Regions from separate parts of the Rattus norvegicus genome. Here region 1 is linked to region 2. Evidence: chromatin contacts called from public Hi-C data. All regions are on one chromosome and are shown on one strand. Each heading gives the region's core, a stretch centred on a gene start, on an enhancer-like site or on the middle of the called end of the contact. The rest is flanking DNA. Distances are from core to core; before and after follow the strand shown.

Region 1 (2,700 bases), core at 191-2,690, 46 kb before region 2:
CAGCCCTATAGTAACTTTGAAGGAGGTAGATTTTACCTTGTTACACTCAGCACCTGGTCTGGTTTTAACAGGAAATGTCCTTCTGTAGGCTCACGTGTCTGAGCACTTGGTCCTTGGCTGCTCCCGGCAGAAGCAGGGCCACAGTGACAGGGCTAGTGGGTGGCATCTGACCCCGGAATCCCAGTGGCCTCTGTTTCCTGATCTGCCAAGGCCCCACCTCTGCCTCTATCGTGCAAGTGTCAGGTAAATGATGTCTCTGTCCCAGCAAGGACAGCAGTAACCAGTACAGCATCCGCCCCAGAGAATACATGTGTTCTCAGTCCCAACAGGCATGGGAGAAGTTTAAGTCCAACGAAATGCTCAAGGGGTAGAGAGATGGCTCAGGGTGTAAGAGCACTGGCTGCAGTTACAGAGGACCCGGGACCTAGCACCCACATGGCGGCTCACACCCCCCTGTAATTCCAGCGTCAGGGGAGCTGACTCCCTCCTCCAGCTTCTGTGGCATAGCACACATGTGGTTTGCAGACGTACACACAGGCAAAAAACACATATACATAAAATGAAAAAAATAAATAAAAATCCACGAAGAAAATGTTGAAATGTTAAATAATATATATAGACCTAGATTCTAGTGACAAAGATTTTTTTTTTGGGGGGAGGGGTGGCTGCAGAGATGGCTCAGTGGTGAAGAGCACTGACTGCTCTTCCAGAGGTCCTGAGTTCAAATCCCAGCAACCACATGGTGGCTCACAACCATCTGTAATGAGATCTGATGCCCTCTTCTGGTGTGTCTGAAGACAGCGACAGTGTACATAAAATAATACACAATATAAATAAGTATTTTTAAAAGAGATTTTCTTTTTTCCTCTCTTTCTTTTTCTTTTTTCTTTTTTTTTCGGAGCTGGGGACCGAACCCAGGGCTTTGCACTTGCTAGGCAAGGGCTCTTCCACTGAGCTAAATCCCCAACCCCCCTTTTCCTCTCTTTTAACACTATGGATTTTGTATTTATCTCTGAACACACACACACACACACACACACACACACACACACACACACACACCCTTAAAAATAACTTGAAACTTTGGGAATTTCCACACATCTGGATTTCTGTCTTGGCCGTTACGGAGGACCATGAAGGACACTTGTGCCAGGAAACAGAGGGTCCTTTGTAGTGACGAAGATGGAGGAGTGGGGCTGTGCTAGAGACCTGAGGTGAGTGGGAGCAGGTCAAGAACAGCGAGTGGATTTTATGGTGCCTCCGTGTCTAGCTGGGCTCACTGCCTGGACGCCATCAACTGTGGTCTACGCTTATTTACCTCATCTGGAAAATTGGCCGTGGGCCACCCAGACACAAAAGTACCAGTTTGTGCTAGATCACTAGACAGCCCATGCACCCAGAGTGACAGCTGGCGAAGGCGCCTGTGGAAGCGGCCTGTGTGCAGAGATGCAGGCTGCAGCTTGCTGTCAGCGGGCTGGGTCCGCTAGCCTGGGAGGGAAGACTGCTCACCTCTAGCACGAGGTCATTTCCCTTGCCCTTTCTCCCTCAGCCCCTCCTCATGGGTTTTAGTTTCCAGACGAGTGATGGTTTCTATATACCCCTGGGCTTCTGTTGACAGTACTTGTTCCATTAAGAGTGAGCTAAGCCTTATGGTGTAGGTCTGTCTGTAATCCCAGCTACTAGGGAGGCTATGGTAGGAGAATGGAAGGTTCAAAGCCAGCCTGGGCAATTTAGTAAGCCCCTGTTTCAAAAGAAAAGTAAAAAGAAGGCTGGGGATAACCCAACAACAAAACACTTGCCTAAAAGGTGCAAAGCCCTAGATTCAATCCCTAGTATGGCCAGCAAGAGGAAATGATAGTATATATAGTTCAGTGGTCTGCCACTGAATATCCCTCCTCCTGGGTGAGCTTTCTCCCTACACCGTCAGCCCTCCTCTGCCTGGCCATCCTACTCAAGGGTGGGAAACCAGAACGCCTTCCTTTGGTTCTGCCTGAAGAGCATTTCTTCCCGATATCCAGCTTCTCTTCTAGACTCTGGAAGAAGACTGGCCACACTGTCTCCATGGCTGCCTGGTCAGAAATGGTGGGAGCTTTGTGGCAGCTGTGCTTGTTTGAGGGACTTTTTTTTTTTTCTTTTTTCTTTTTTTCGGAGCTGGGGACTGAACCCAGGGCCTTGCGCTTGCTAGGCAAGCGCTCTACCACTGAGCTAAATCCCCAGCCCCACTGAGCTAAATCCCCAACCCCGTTGGAGGGACTTAAGTACAGTCACCTTCCTCTAAGATCCACCCCACTCCCTGCCTGTGTCTGCTGTGGCCGCAGGCTCCTTCACACACCTGTGGCTTTTCTAAATCTCTCTTCCTACTCTAATGGCACTGTAACCCAGTTCCTCACACTCATCCCACTTGAGGACCAGGTCTGTGTCTTCTTTCCCGGTACAGTTCCTGGATGCGGTAAGCACACAGAGAATGAAGGAGACCACGGGCAGGGAGGAGCACGCCTCTGCATCTTTCAAACCATCGGTCGCTTCCACCATTCCTGGGGTATTATGGGACAGAGGCCTGACTGAGGGACCACATTGTGCCTTGAAGGCCTTTTTGACCCTCTCTGGTGCTTCCAGTGAAGGCAACCGGAGAACATGAGGAAGAGGAGCTCACCTTGCAGTGGATACCAGGAGTACCCGTTGATGATCCCGTTGGGGAAG
Region 2 (2,700 bases), core at 115-2,614:
ACATTAAGTTTTCTGGTAAGCACTTTTGAGAGAATCAGTGTAGTAACAAAAGATGAAGAATTAGTAATGGCTGCTAAAGTTATTTGCCCCACCCAAAATGATCAGGTACCAGTCCTGGCTAAAACTTCACCCTCAATGGCTAGTAGGTTAGGCTAATGATACAATGTTTGCAAATGAGAACAAATGAGGTCCTGAGTTTTATCTCTGATAGATAGATAGGTAGATAGATAGGTAGATAGGTAGATAGATAGATAGATAGATAGATAGATAGATAGATAGATAGATAGATAGATAGAATTGCCATCTAGGTAACTTGACCAAAAGCCTTAATTTCTTTGCTCCCCATTTGCTCCCTCCACTGAGAGTATATAGTTTCAACATTAAAGCGGACTAAGTGATACACTTGAAAATGCTAAGGATATCATTCGTTGCAACTTACTACCAAGCAGGTGTATCCTTCAAGCACAGCCTTTAGATATAGATCCGCATTTTCTCATAACTTTAAGCCATAGGGTTAATCACACATGCATAGAACTCCACAAGAGTACGACAATGTCTAGTTTTAAAGCGACCCGAGGAAACGGTAGTTAACAGTCACAATCAGTATGCAAGGGAGCCAACAGAAAGGGAAACTGAGGAAGATGTTTACCCTGAAAAGGAACGAAGATACACCTCTCAGATAAGTAATGTCCTCCCGATCCCTAAAGGCAATTACACAGAGGACTAAGTGATTCTGACTCTCGGTAGAGAGACTGCAATATGCACACTGTTCCTCTTACCGCTCTCCTGATCTAACAAAATTGAAAAAACAATGAAAAAAAAGGCAGAAAAACCACTGACTGGGCAAGGTATGCTTTACCTGCGAGGAGCGCGTCCGGGGAGCCTCACCAACAGAGGACCAGACAGTGCCATTCAACTTAACTTTTAAACGTGGGTTGAGGGTTGGGGACGTGCGCGGGAGGCCACCTACCTCTCACCGATTTCCCGATGCTGTGCAAGTGCGTGATCGAACTGTAGTTCTGAGCCACGCTCTTTAGGAAAGCCTCCATCCCTTCCTGGTGGTGGTATCGGAAATCCAAGGCGGCCACCACGGGCAGCAGAAGCCCCAGCCACAGGCGCGCGCCGTCCATGTCCTAGAGATGGAAGAGAAGGAGTGAGCAGTTGAGGACCGCCCGGGGAAGCGCGGGTACCGCCAGCCCGGAGTCCTCTCCGCCCTCCGGAACACCTGAGCTCCACGCTCCCTCCTCTGAGGAGCCAGGTAAAGATGGTCCCACCGGAGCCCCGCAGCCCGCCCGTGTCCCCGCAGCAGCACCCTTCCGCACGACCCGTCTCACCAGTGCCAGGCGCGCGTCTCCGCCCGCCGGCGGGCGCCGGGTGCTGGGGAGAGTTATAACCCGGACAGAGGGGCGGGCCCGGGCGCCCCGCCCGCCGCCACTCCCACTCCGCGCCGCGCCCGCCCCGGGGGCGGGGTCTCCGCTCTCGCTCAAGGGACAAGGTCCACCATAGGGTATTGAGGACAGCGAGCACGCCTGGTGGGCGGTAGGGCGCGACAGGTCGGAGCCCGTGTTGGACGTGCAGCCTGGCCTCGGCCCCGGGGAACGCTGCGCAGACGGTGCCCACGGCGGGCAGTGGGCGCGCCACCTGGAGTGCGAGCTGGGTCAGGCTTTCAGCCCTGTGCTGCAACTGGGGAAGCCGGGGAACTTTCAAGAAAGAACGTGCGTGTGAGCTTTACATGCCAAGTGTGCGGTACGGGAACCTGTCCAACAGAAGTGTCTAGTAGACGAGATTTGGCTGAATCAGAGTTAAGTTTGTGACCAACTCGTAGGACAAAAGTAGAGCCGCAGTCGTCGCTGCTCCTTATTCCTCAGACCAGTTCCGTCTCGGTGCTTCTTCCTCAAGTTCTGCTTTCCAGGAGGAGGCGGTAGGCTGTGTTTGCATTCAACAGAACGCAGACCGTGACCGGTGAGAAGTGGTTCGTGACAAGGGGCCATCATGTTCAAAAGGACACCACACACACAGTCTCTCTGTCCCATGGATTTACATACACTGTTCAAGAAATACCGACTCCTGCAAGGGTCTGGTGCAAACAAGCTCCGAAAGCTACCGATTTGTTATAACACATCTTGAACAGATTTTTTTTTTTTTTTAAATAGTGACGACAGGGACCATCCCAAATTGAGGGGATGGAATTTCCTCCCCAGTGCACAAAGGGAGGGAGTTATTCTTAAAAGGGCCCTTGAAGGTAGGGGAGATGGTGCAGGACAAAGATGCTTGGGCTGTGAACCTGGCCACCGTAATTCCAGTCTCAGAACCTAAGTAAAGGAAAGAGAGACCAGACTGCACAAAGTCGACTCTGACCTTCACAGACATAATGTGGTCTTTGCTGCACTGCCTCCCCGCCCCCGCGCACATATATACTACTAATAAAGGAATTAATGTTTTAAAGCAGTGGTTCTCAGCCTGTGGGTCGAGACCCCCTGAGGCTCGACCCTTTCACATGGGTCGCATATCAGATATCCTGAATATCAGATATTTACTTCACGTTTCATAACAGTAGCAAAATTACAATGAAGCCACAACGAAATGATTTTATAGTTGGAGCTCACCACAACATGAGGAACTGTATTAAAGGGTTGCAGCATTAGGAAGGTTGAGAACCACCGTTTGAGAGGTTTAAGGAGGGAGGGGCAAAGTGGAGAA

Evidence for each region. Hi-C and Micro-C count contacts between places; a contact is called where the count stands out from the background.
Region 1: a Hi-C map of psoas muscle shows a contact between it and region 2, with 1.6 times the contacts expected there. The contact joins the enhancer-like site here to the promoter of Cpm in region 2. A contact is called at or near these places in 5 of 12 Hi-C or Micro-C datasets (Schwann cells, frontal cortex, kidney and 2 more).

Annotation. Positions count from the first base shown.
Region 1 is chr7:55,156,546-55,159,245 of GRCr8, reverse strand. Cpm (carboxypeptidase M) reads right to left here. Exons shown (of 9, transcript NM_001108098.1): 6 at 2,654-2,700. Among named protein-coding and RNA genes, the nearest start is that of Mdm2, 43 kb to the left of the region's middle. Within about 2 kb of position 1,440, at least 44 of the 93 cell types and tissues checked have an H3K27ac peak or open chromatin away from gene starts, as enhancers often do. A contact at or near this core is called in Schwann cells, where this site is marked.
Region 2 is chr7:55,110,263-55,112,962 of GRCr8, reverse strand. Cpm (carboxypeptidase M) reads right to left here and starts at 1,364. Exons shown (of 9, transcript NM_001108098.1): 1 at 1,335-1,364; 2 at 971-1,133. The coding sequence starts at 1,130. It overlaps LOC120093603 (a long non-coding RNA gene), which reads left to right. Exons shown (of 5, transcript XR_005486971.2): 5 at 1-971.